3 separate regions of the Mus musculus genome follow, and all the other regions are linked to region 1. Evidence: chromatin contacts called from public Micro-C and promoter capture Hi-C data. All regions are on one chromosome and are shown on one strand. The core of a region is the stretch at or near the end of the contact, and the rest is flanking DNA. Distances in the headings are between cores, read along the strand shown. Region 1 has its middle 3.0 kb from the start of Gm32946. Region 2 has its middle 15 kb from the start of Slc16a11. Region 3 holds the start of Dvl2 (dishevelled segment polarity protein 2).

Region 1 (3,997 bases), core at 544-3,043:
ATCCATCAATATCATCATTGCTCTGGCCTTGTTTACACAGCCATGCCTACAAAAGACTGTTTCACTTTCTGTATCCTGCATCTTACAACCCTTTGCCCCCTTTTCCACAATGTTCCCTAAGCCATAGATAGGTGCAGGAGCTGTGATGTAGATATATTCCATCATGGCTGGGCCTCCTACAATCTATTGGTCTCTGCATTGTGTCCAGTTGTGGTCTTCTGTGGTGGTCTCCATTCGCTGCCAGGAGAGGCTCCTTTGACAGGTGTGATACCTACAGGATAAGATTTAGAATGATGGAAGAAGTTATGCTTGTCTAGCAAAGTGGTATGAAGTGGAAACTTACAGTTTCTTTGGAAAGTCAGTTGTGTTGGTTGTTGTTTTGCTGAGGCAAACACATGAAGGACTGTTTTTCTGAAGCAGACACAGGGGAAAGGATGTTTTTCATCCTTTGCACATGAAAGGATGCGTGATGAAGGATGCTTCACTAATGACAGGCATGTATTGGTTCACCTTACATGGCAATGATGAGCTCTGCTTGCCATGAATCCATAGAGAGAAACACACCAAAAACCTCTGGTGGTGTGCTGGCGGCTTCTTGCCACTTCCCCGGACTCGGGTCGATTGGCAGAGTGATGTCAGCCGGTCCAGACTCACGTGGAGTTTTGTTAAGACAGACTCACATGCTGAGGCAAGACATGTGATGAGGCAAGATCCATGGAGGACACATGATGTTTGGAGAGAGTATAAATAGGACTCGACGGAGAGTGATGGGGGCTTGCACAGCTAGCTTTGCAATGCTTGTAGTATCTTCACAGATCTTCACTTTGTTGAGAGAGACACAGCAAAGAACTCCTGGTGTCCCTGCTGACTCATGCTGAGTCAGCGGAGGCCTGGCTATATCTGCTAGGTCATGCCACAGCTGCTGATTTGTGTTTGCTATTCCAACACTCCTGAACTGACTGACTGTATATCTGTGAAGTGTTTTCGAGTGTATCTAGCTGCCGATGTTGACCTGTGAACTGGACTGTTGATTTTCTAAACAGGTTGACTTCCCCGTATCCTAATAACCTCTCTTTCCCACTGCCTCTGCTGGGCGGTAGCCTAGAAGGGAGGATAAAGTGTTTAAGAACCCATATTAAAAGTAGTCTCTGAAAAATAAAAACAATGGTGGTAGTAATACGTTCTCTTCTCAGCTCTATGACCTTGCTAGTTCCGGGAAGCTAGTTCCAGTACGAGGCATGGTTGCCCTCTGTCGAGTGAATGTCAACTCCACCAACATGCAAATGCCACTTATTGCATTTTTATATATATCTCACCCATGTGCCAACTGTTGTGGGTCACAGGTTTGCAGCTGGGTAGTGTTGTGGATTTGGTCTAACTCTTGTATTGTGTTTATTGGGTGCCCAAAATTACATGGGAATCTGCACATAAGATAGTGAGGGACCCTGCCCCCAATTGGTTTTGATTGGTAAATAAAGTTGCCGGTGGCCACTGGCTGGGCAGGGAGACAGAAGGAGGACTTTAGAATTCCCAGGCAAGGGACCGAGGGAGGAGGGAGAGAGCCATCACTCTGGGAAAGGAGCAAAGACAAGGCCTAAGAGGTGCAGAAGAAAGAGCATAACCATCACGTAAGAGTTGGGGATCGTGGCCCAGGAGCACGGCAGGTCTGGGTCCGGGACAGCCAAGATGGAAAATAGGTCTTAGTAAGTAATAAGTCAGGAATACCAGCGGCGGGGAGACTGTTAGCCACATGGAGATTAGGAAGTGGCCCAGCCTACACTCAGGATAGCAGCGCCACCGTGTGGTACAGCTCCAGTTTCAGGTGCCCTTAAGCAACATTTCGCAATACTATTTATGCCTCTTTCCTAAATACTAAAGTGAAATGTTAGACCGTTAGTTCTTACAGCTTCTTTTTAAAAATCCATAATTAAACTCCTAAGACTAAGTTGACCACTTACACACACACACACACACCCCACCCCCAGCTCCTTTCAATAGTGGTCACTCTTAGAGTGACCAGGGAAAACTGCTTGCGGTGAGGTCAAGGAGGCGTGGCCTCAGAAGATACCAGTTTTCTGGTTCCAATCCAGATATGCTGAACCAGATCCAGAGCCAGGACGACTGTGTTCTAAGTTCACTGGCCAAAGGCCGGCCGTCTTGGGTCTTACCTATCTCTAACAGTTCACATCCTTTCTTGCCGTTGAGTGAGAACTGCAGGGTTGGAGGTAAACAAGAGCACCTACCCAGAGCTCTGCTCCGGGGTGGGGTCTTCCCACGCAGAACAAAATCCCACTCCCCGGGCATCACTGCCACGCACTGAGTGGGTAGTAGAATCTCCTGCAGTAGTTTCTCTCAGCGTCTCACCCCAGGTGTATCTTCTCAGCCAGCTCCTTTAACCAACTGCCTCTGTGGATCCTCAACACTCAAGTCTGCTACAAGCATCTCTTCAACCTAGTAGAAGATGAAGCTTCTGGCATGCATGTTTTTGACGCAGCCTGCAACAGACTTTGCGGTGCTCTGATTGGCCAAAGAGCATATTTGAGAACCACCAGCTGAGACTGCGCTCCTGTCCTTTGTGGGGAGATGGGGTCCATTGCTGCGGATGGAGAGGAAGGATCCCAGCACCAAAATCATTCAGTCTTTTCATCCTGCTCCTTGCCTGCCTGCAAAGCCCAGTAAAGTGTAGTGAAAGTTCGTCTGCAGCCGCAGCCTGGCAGGCACGAAGGGGATTGGGAGTGGGAGTGAGGTGTCTGGGAGGCTACAGGAGCCTGCTGTAAACCCAGTGGTCCCTGGACTGGGAGTCTGGCTAAATGTGATCCATGCTTCCACCGGATTCCAGCATCCCATCCGCCCTAGAGGGTGGAGGTGGGGGTCTATCTCACCCACCAAGCCTGCCTGTAACTCCTGCTAGCAATAGCTTTTGTTCTTAGCTTTTAAAGATAAAACGCGGTGCTGGGTTTCAGGAAATTAAGCTTGTGTGTGTGTGTGTGTGTGTGTGTGTGTGTGTGTGTGTGTGTGTGTGTAGCCAAACTGACATTTAATATCCTCCCTAGATGAAGTCAGCAGGTAACCTGGCAAAAGGTCCTTATTCTGACAAAAGCTGGTCTGAGGCTGTCCTGCCTCATAGGCCCGTGTACAGAGCTGATGACTAAACACACTTCTCTAGACAAGCAACAACTTCAACAAAGAAATCAAAATCCCAGCCAGGTTTTGTAATGCATGCCTTTAATCCCAGCACTAGTGAGCCAGAGGCAGGTAGATGTTGTGAGTTTGAAGCCAGTCAGGACAGAGAAACCCTGTGGGGTTTATTTTGTTTTGCTTTTGTTCATTTGTTTCTTTGTTTGGGCAAGGTATCCCTGTATGGCCCAGGTTGTCTAGAACTCCTCAGTCCTACCTCAGCCACAGCCTCAGCCTCAGCCTCAGCCTCAGCCTCAGCCTCAGCCTCAGCCTCAGCCTCCAGGGCTAGAATGATAGGCATGTGCCATCATGACCAGCCCCATCTTTTGGAGATGTGTTGTCATTAGGACATGTCCAGGACTGGAGAGAAGGCTCAGCAGGTAGGACAGGTAGGAGTGCTTGCTGCTCTTGGAGAGGACCAGGCTCCCAGTAGCCAGGTGGGAGTTCGGGGTAAGAACTTACAACCGCTGTGAGTCCAGTCCTATCGAATCCTCTTCTGGCTTGGGGAAATCTACACTAACTGCGCACATCCACACAGAGACACACATGTATTCACATAAGTTTAAAAAATATTTTTTAAAAAAAAGAGAATTCCTCAAAATTAAGTGGTTCAAGGGAAATACATCATGACTGAAATAGTAACACTAATCTCAGTTCTAAGATGAATGCTTTCAATGACAAACGTTCCTTTCTTATAATTCCAAAATATGGGAAGGTCAGCTGTCAAAATAAGAAGTTCAGCAGGAGGTCCGGCATCTGGTGAGGGTGCTCTTTCTAGTTTGCAAACAGCAACCCTCTTGCAGGTGGCCACATCACATCC
Region 2 (3,997 bases), core at 873-3,372, 120 kb before region 1:
GACTCTGTCCTTTTTCTCTCTACTCTGCCCATCTTTTATGCTACTGCTGAGTATTCTGTGTCTATCTACCTTTCTAGTTCCAAACTGGTACCTCAGTGTGTAACTTACATGGTCTCTTAGAAGATATATCTAGATAAACTCTAGATAACCCCACTGGGCTGCAATGGCTTGGCCTGGCCAGGATCTCTATTTAACTGAGTCATGTGAGCCTAAAAGCCAGAAGTGGGGGGTGGGAGGGAGAAGGAGTTGGATTACAGGTTTCCCTGAGGCTGTGGGAATGTACACTAGACACCCTGTGGGAGCTACCAAACCTGAGTGTCCAGGAGGTCAGCAATGAGTGAAATAAGGACACTCCAGGCAAAAGCATACCTTGTGCAACACTCCTACCAAGGTGTTCTTCTGGACCAAGGCATCTGAGGGCCTGCTTTCAAGATCAAGGCAGATGCCTGGGTGAAGTCCGGTGAGGACTGGTGAAGTCTGGACAAGTTGCCGGTCTGAAGGTTTCATGACCTGGCGGCCGGCTGGCCGGCATATACCCTCTTCTTTTAGATCTTTTCCCTTTCAGTGCATTTGCTCTGAGCTGAGTTCCTCTTATCTGCCACAAATCTCCTTTACAAACCTTGTCCAACCCAAAATTATTTCCTCTGAAAGCTTTCTCCTGCCCCTGTTTTGCAAAAACAAACAAACAACAAACAAACAAAAACCCTGGCAGCCTCCCTCGCTGAGGATTGCTGTTCTCTAGTGCATTCAAATAGGTTTCCCGAGTTTTCTGTAACCGAATTTCAAACTCTCAAAGGAGTTCCCCTTTCCTTGATCCGTGACGGGGAGCCATTTGCGAGGAGACTGCCCTTCATTCACCACACGTTTGGGAGGCAGTGTTATGCCCTCAGCTGCGGCCCCTGGAGACCCTGATTTCTAGGGAATGAGTTTCCACCTCACTGCATCCGGGATTTGGGAGATAAAAAGCTGGTGCCTGAGGCTTTAGAGCAGAAGTTTTAGGACTGGGGCCAGTGGGTGCTCGAAGCACTGAGCTAAGGCTCCACACTGAACTCCACAATATATAAGGCCTGCCTGGCTCTCTCCTCTCCTCTTCTCTCTCTCTTTCTCCTCCCTTCCTCCTTCCTTTTCTTCCTCTCGTCTTCTATCCCTTCTTCTTATTGAAAGGAAGCTTCCCTGTGTTGCCCAAGCTGACCTTGACTTCTGGGCTGAAAAGATCCTCTCACCTCAATGTCCTGGGAAGCTGGAACCTACACATATGTACTACCTATCCTGGCTTCTTGGTGGCTCTTAAGAGGCTCGTGGTCTTTGAGTTTATTTCCTTGTTGTCCTTGGGTAAACAAGCTTAACCTAACCCTTCCCGAGTGTTTATGCAAATGCTTGAGAGGTGAGCACCTTTACGGACTCGAAAATACGGGAAGCAAGATTCTAAAATAACGAATGCTTAGATAGGCGTCTACAAAACATGACATTAGCCAGTCAACCCCTTTGTTAGAGTCTGTATTCCTGAAACAACTCAAAGGTTGATTTTCTTTTCTCACAGCCAAAGACTCCATCCCATGTCCATTTCATTATGATCCATAATAATTGATAAGAAGTCAATCAACAGTGAACTCGTTGAGGTTCAGGAGTTGCAGTCAAACCATACAAACACCGATCTCAGCTAATTGAGAATAGTTTAGCGAATGCATACCTTAATTCCGAATGTTCAGGGCCTTGAAAAGGACTCAGAGGCCTAATTGCGGTACTAGTCTGCTCTCAGGGTAGGCATTTTATAGGAAAAACCAGGTACTAGGTTCCAAAATTTAAAGGGCAATGAGTGGGAGCAGTTGGCTTCCTAGGCAAAGTATCATCAGCTAACCTTTAAGCGGATGGGGTGGTGGATGGGTGGTGGACAGGGGAGTTTCAGAACATTGAGATAACAGAGCATGAGCATTATAGTCATAACGTTTTGGTTTATTAGTCGCATTCTTCAGTGTCAGCCACAAAAACCACACTGAGCTCAAACACAGGAAGGGCTGCCCAGTGGTCAGCTCTGACTCAGGCTATTTTAGACCTAACAACTCATCGTGACCTTTGACTTAATGGGTCCCATGTAAAACTCTGTGGTATTTCTTAAGATTAGCAACCCTCATTCAGAACATACAGAACAAAACAGGGTGTGTGGTCAGGGTGTCTGAGCCAAGCCACTGCTCTGTGTCAATGACTGGCAGGCATGTTACAGCAACAATATGAAATAGCTGGCAGGCACAGAACAAAATGGCTACAGCTATGTTGGGTGGGTGTCAGAGCATAATAGACTCAGTGAGTTTTTTGTAGATGAATACATTTTTAAAATACATGTCCTTTAAAAAAAAATAACAGTCACTGAGCCTGGAAGTTTAGGCCAATTAGCCTAATTCCTTTAGAGCCCAAGGCATGGAAATTGAATATTTAAGACTTGCCTGTTCTATAGAGATAAAGGCTAGCCTGGGCAAGTTAGTAAGACTTTGTCCGGAAGTAAAAGGTAAAAAGAGCCAGGCGTGATGGTGCAAGCCTTTAATCTCAGCACGCTGGAGATTGTAATTGAATAACAGTCTGGTCTGCATACAGAACTCCAGGCCAGCCAGGGCTAGAGAGAGAGAGAGAGAGAGAGAGAGAGAGAGCGCAAACACACAAAACCCCAAAACAAACAGAAGTAAAAAGTCCAGAGAGAAGGGCTGGAGATATAGCTCAGCGGTTAAGAGCATTGATGTACTTCCAGAGGTCCTGAGTTCCCATCCCAGCAACCACATGGTGGCTCACAACCATCTGTAATGGGATCTGATGCCCTCTTCTGGTGTGCCTGAAGACTGTGACAGTGTACTCATGTAAATAAATAAATATTAAGAAAAAAAAAGTCCAGAGAATAGCTTGGCAGCAGAATATATGTTTAATATGTGTGAGGCTCTGGGTACCATAGAAAACTCATTAACAGTAAACATGTTATATTCAGCATGGAACATGAGTGCTCTAATGCACACAGATTCAAGAGGTTCTGTTGGATGGTAGCTAGAATATGAATCCAGAAAGGAGGCCAGCTGCCTTCTAGTTCTGCCTTAGCCAATTAGGGACCATAGTATTTGATACTATGTAACAGTTCCCTAATTCATGGGAAAGATGATGATAAGTCCTACGATCTGAATGTTTATATCCCTCCAGAGTCCATGCGTGAGATCTAATCCCCATCACAATCGTATCAGGAGGTGGGGATCTCCTGAGGCTACTAAGTGAATGAAGTTAAGGTCTTTGTAAAAGGTCTGAGAGCTTGTGACCCCCTTCTGCTAGACAGAACCATCTGTGAAGCAGAGAGTTGGGTCTTAGGAGACACTGACGCACGCTGTGGGCTTTCCAGCCTCCAGATCGATGACCAATACATTTCTATCATTTATAAATTATTTGGTCTACAGCATTTTGTCAGGGCATCTCAAGTGGACTGGGGATTGAATGATTTAGCATTTATAGAGTGGTAGGAGAAATGCCTACAAAGAAGTAACACTGTTTAAGGATGTATTTAAATAGAGTAGGTAGATGGGTGGGCGGAGGAGAGCTCTGTGATCCGTGAGTCTTCAGTAAGCTTCTGCCCATTTAACCTGTGAACCTAGGAGGAAAGGGTGTGACCCCTTAGCCATAGCTATGGGAGGAATCAGGGCACTTGTCTCTCAGGCCCCAAGCAGAAGAAACTGCAGGCCCCAGAGGGAACAGTGCAGTCTGAGCATACCTCCTTCTTGGGCTACTCTATCTTCTGTTTCGTTTGGAGGTCTGGTTTTCTCTGGAAACAAGATCTCACATATCCCAGGTTGGCCTCTGAAAGGATCAAAATTGGCCCAGGACACATCAAAACCAAGTTCTCAGTACAAAGGAAATTTATTTGCCCCAGAGGGACAAAGAGCCGGGAATAAGAGACAGAGACGGAAGATAGATGAGAGAGAAAAGGGGCAAAGGAGAGGAGGACGGGATATTTGCCACCGAGGGACAAAGG
Region 3 (3,997 bases), core at 568-3,067, 74 kb after region 1:
CTGCTATGATGTAGCAGTACCACTACCCCATTTGTTCCCACTTGTCCCTGTCTTGTAACTTGTAAAAAGCCCAGGTCTGGGCCAGGCATCCTGACTGCCACACGTTATCTAGTTCCAGCACTATGGATGCAGGTGTAGAGGCAGGGCTGCTACAAGTTCAAGGCAAGCCTGTTCTATATTGTGTTCTAGGTAGCTTCAGTAACAGAAGGAAGTTCTTGGCTCAGCAGCAGACTGACTGGCTCTGGAGAAGACTGGAGTTCAAGTCCCAGCACACACATAGTGGCTGGCAGATGCTAACTCCAGTTCTAGGAGATCCCATGCCATCTACTGGATTCATTGGGCACTGCATGCTTGTGGTACACACTATGCATGCAGAACACCCAAACACATAAAGTAGCTTTTGTTTGTTTTATGACAAGGTTTCTCTGTGCAGCCCTAGCTGTCCTGGCACTGGCTCTGTAGACCAGGCTAGCCTTGAACTCAGAAAACTGCCTGCCTCTGTCTCCCAAGTGCTCAGATTAAAGATGTGCACCACCACTGCCCAACACATAAAATATCTTTAAAAAAAAAAAAAAAGCAAAAAAATCCTCCAACTCTCTTCAGCCCCCAGGGGGTATCGGGGTAGCGGGGAGAGGAGGTTCTGGCCCTAAGAGGAAATAAGAACTCAGAAAAGTTCAGAATGGTACATGCTTTGCCAGGAAAGTCTACTTCAAAACAGCCTAATATATCCCAATAGATCTCGCTGCAATATTACAGACTCTACCATCCCAAAATAATACTATGGAACCTGATTAATAAGCCAGAATAGCCTAATTGTCTCACTATAGCCCGGTCTACATAAAAACACTGCATGCCCAGCATATTGGCTCACACCTGTTTATTTCAGCTCTGGGGGCTAAGGCAGGAACTCCATGGGTTCGAAGCCAGCCTAGGATACAAGGAATAAAGCCCTACCTCCAAACAAAAGAACAAATCAAAACAGGCAAACAAAATTACAGACTATCTCTATCTAACTCGCGTGCAGACGTCTGAGAGCGAGCATCCCAGCTCACCAAAAGATAGATGGCTCTAATCTCCGCACAGCCTAGCATAACCTCAAGCATCACTTCTTTGCCTTTTGGCTAAAATCATGGAGAGAGAATGGCCAAACAAACCAGTGTTCCCCATTCCTCCAACCTAATTTTCTCGCCATCCAGCCCTTTCTTCTATGTGTCCAAATATAACCTTGTCCGTCTTGGGATGGGCTTTCTACCTTAGCACAGTACAATATGCTATGCTCCACTACAGGCCAGAAACAGTCCAAGGTAGACCGGTCTCCCTCAATATCGCCCAATCCACTCTAGCATACCCACCGTCCTTCCCAGTCTAGGCCTCGCGCTTACCCAAAATCCTGATCCATGGACTTGAAAAAGTACTTGGCGCCCGCGGGCCGCTGCAAAACGCTCTTGAAATCGCCGAGCGTGATGCGCTCCGCCGGGACAGGGATCTTCACCAGGTAAGGAGTCTCTTCTTCATCCAGATGGTAAATCACCTTCGTCTCGCCTACACCACCGCCCCCCGCGCTGCTGCCCGCCATGGTCTCGCTCGCGCGCTCCCGGGCTCAGCCGCCCACCCAACAGGACTAAGCGCCCCCGCCGCGCCTGCGCACACCCGCAAACTGACGCGCTAGCGCCAACAGCGCAGGGCCAGTGCGGAAGACGTGCCCAAGGAGGATGGCGGGGACCAGCGGGCTGATCGGGAAGAGCTGTGTGGCGAGACTCAAAACCTAGACCGCACAGTCGAGGGCCACTAGCTCCACGGACGTCGCGAGCAGCACCGAGGTCCCCGCCCACCTCTCCCCATGCCACGTGACCCAAGCCCGCCCACTTTGCGCAGCCGACTGTGCTTCACGTGACTTCCTTGAGTCACGTTACTACAAGCTCCACCTAGACACTCACGTGACCACTGCCTTGAGCAACGGTCTTCAGCCCTAGACGACTCCGCCCCCAAACGTGTACAACCCGCCCCCCCCCCTCCCAAGTACCTTAGCAAGCTTCTACTCTTGGAATGCTGGCAACTGGCCCCCACTTTGCCTTACCCATCTGAGGTTCAAGGCACCTCAATAGCAACTATAAGAGGGGCGGGGATATGGGCTGATGAGTGAGAATTGTAACCTGGGACCCTTAGGGCAGTACTCCTACTAGACTGTACTTGGGATGAGAAAGCCGAAATAGTCTTCAGAGATGTCTGAGGGGCATTAGACAGTGCCCAAGCCAGATTTGGCCCCTAAACTTCCCATCTCCACCTCCCAAATTGTGGAATTACAGCCCTGGACTTACAAGTGGCCTTCAGCCCCAACTCCACCCAAGACTTCCACCAGGTTTCCCAAAGATCCCCTCCCCAAATAGGACAAGGAGGGCTGTAAAACACAAGAGCCCACTCTGCTTTATTTACAACACGCAGGCCGTCTGTCTGAGCAGCCGGCCAACAGTATTAAAAACGAGGCGAGTGCTAATTGACACCTTTTTCTTTCCTTCCTCACTCCACAGGCTTTGGTACTCCACCTCTGAGCAACCTCGCTCAAATGGGGGAGCCCCAAATTAAAAATACATCCGGTGTAAAAGAAAGTAAACGGGAGAGAGAAGAAACATGAGGGGAGTGCTGTATTTACACTACAGTTTTATAGACAACTATCCCATTACATCCCAGTTTGAGCCCTGGACCTGCAAGTGAAAAGGGTACAGGGTTGACTGGACAGAGATTCTGTCTACAGATCCAGCCTCCCCGACCCAACTGTAATGGGGTCAACTTCAAGTCCATGGAGCAGGAAGGACAGAGTAGAAGACACTCATTTCCAAATACGTCTCCCTTGGGAATTGTGGCCCTCAAGTGGGGACAGCCTCCTCACTCCAAGGGAAGGCTGGGGACCCTGAGGCTCAGTTCCCAAGTAATGTCACAAGTTCCAGCCTTAGTGATGTCAGGGTTCTCCAGATTTGGGGAGACCCCCTAACCGCCGGGCCTCTGGCCGAAGTTCCTTGCATTTCTGGCAATAAAAGAAGTCGGGAACGTTGGTCTTCTTAATCTTAGCACAGGAGAGGTGGATCCACGTCCCACAGAGGCTGCACTCAATCATGGGCCGCCCCGCAAAGGGCTTTCTGCAGTAACACGTGATCAGATCCCAGGAGTCGTCACCTGGAAAAGACAAATCTCTTTAGTGTTCTGCTTCAAGGCGTCAACTCCTAAGAGCCCCCAAAGCTATCACCTCTGCTCCCCACCCCGGGCAGCCCAACTTCTCACCTGATTCTACCATGATGTCCTCATCCATGACCCGCATCTCGCCTTCACTGGAGCTAGCATCTCCATCTTGGCTTGTTTCTGTGCTGCCCACATCTTTGCCTTCACTGTCAGTAGGGGGAGCACCTTCAGAGTGCACTGTAACAGGGGGCCTGGGGGCCTCAGGGGGTGTTGGGAGCACAGGGGCTGGGACTCCACCCCCCACTGTCATCTCTTCCTCATCATCTTCCTCTTCTTCCTCTTCCTCCTCCTCTTCAGAGTCTGTATCACTGGGAGGAGCCCTAGGAGGGCCAGGAGGTGGGAGTCTATCTCCCCGATCTGCCTTTTTCAACTTCCGCTTCTTGCTCTTCTTGATTCGAGACCGCTTTTCCCCATCCCCAGGAGCTGGTCGAGGTCTCCGAAGCACCCCAAAGCCAGCCCCACCTCCTGGTCCCAACTTTCTATTCTTTCGGTCCTTCTTTCGAGGCTGGGAGAGGTCCCCCTGGGACAGCGGCACTGGGGCGAGAGCAGCGGGGGGCCGGGAAGTATGCGTCAATGATGTGGGAGAGAGTGGAGATGCCACTTTGGGCCCATCCAGATCAAAAAGAGAGTCCTTGAGCTTCATCTTCTCAAGCAGAGTAGCACTGTCAGGAGCCTGCAGACGAGAAAAAGTGGACCTTGGGGGTCCTGGCTGGGTAGGACCTGATTGAACTGCCCTTCTCTTTGATGACTTTGCTTTCTTAAC

What was found. Promoter capture Hi-C pulls out the DNA fragments that hold promoters and counts their contacts. A called contact is a pair of places that touch in the nucleus more often than the background predicts.
Region 2: a contact with region 1 is called in a Micro-C map of granulosa cells, with 6 times the contacts expected there. The contact joins two enhancer-like sites. A contact is called at or near these places in 10 of 39 promoter capture datasets (the C10 cell line, HPC-7-derived erythroid cells, the SN4741 cell line and 6 more), 3 of 15 datasets of contacts at CTCF or cohesin (the G1E-ER4 cell line, embryonic stem cells and large pre-B cells), 121 of 484 Hi-C or Micro-C datasets (the 63-12 cell line, the AML12 cell line, the AtT-20 cell line and 78 more), 17 of 115 datasets of contacts at active chromatin or transcription factors (CD8 T cells, the NIH/3T3 cell line, PVALB interneurons and 13 more) and 1 of 9 other capture datasets (embryonic tail).
Region 3: a promoter capture Hi-C map of liver shows a contact between it and region 1, with 2.4 times the contacts expected there. The contact joins the promoter of Dvl2 here to the enhancer-like site in region 1. A contact is called at or near these places in 6 of 39 promoter capture datasets (the 3T3-L1 cell line, 3T3-L1-derived adipocytes, the HPC-7 cell line and 2 more), 2 of 484 Hi-C or Micro-C datasets (granulosa cells and liver), 5 of 115 datasets of contacts at active chromatin or transcription factors (embryonic stem cells, memory CD8 T cells, microglia and 1 more) and 2 of 9 other capture datasets (adipose tissue and pancreatic islet).

What each region holds. Positions count from the first base shown.
Region 1 is chr11:70,072,652-70,076,648 of GRCm38.p6, reverse strand. No RefSeq gene overlaps it. Among named protein-coding and RNA genes, the nearest start is that of Gm32946, 3.0 kb to the left of the region's middle. Within about 2 kb of position 1,793, at least 39 of the 459 cell types and tissues checked have an H3K27ac peak or open chromatin away from gene starts, as enhancers often do. A contact at or near this core is called in the HL-1 cell line, adipose tissue, bone marrow-derived macrophages and 4 more, where this site is marked.
Region 2 is chr11:70,196,621-70,200,617 of GRCm38.p6, reverse strand. No RefSeq gene overlaps it. Among named protein-coding and RNA genes, the nearest start is that of Slc16a11, 15 kb to the left of the region's middle. Within about 2 kb of position 2,122, at least 54 of the 459 cell types and tissues checked have an H3K27ac peak or open chromatin away from gene starts, as enhancers often do. A contact at or near this core is called in the HL-1 cell line, bone marrow-derived macrophages, granulosa cells and 2 more, where this site is marked.
Region 3 is chr11:69,998,412-70,002,408 of GRCm38.p6, reverse strand. It overlaps Dvl2 (dishevelled segment polarity protein 2), which reads right to left and starts at 1,817. Exons shown (of 15, transcript NM_007888.4): 1 at 1,383-1,817. The coding sequence starts at 1,576. It overlaps Phf23 (PHD finger protein 23), which reads right to left. Exons shown (of 5, transcript NM_030064.4): 4 at 3,277-3,997; 5 at 2,398-3,171. The coding sequence ends at 2,957.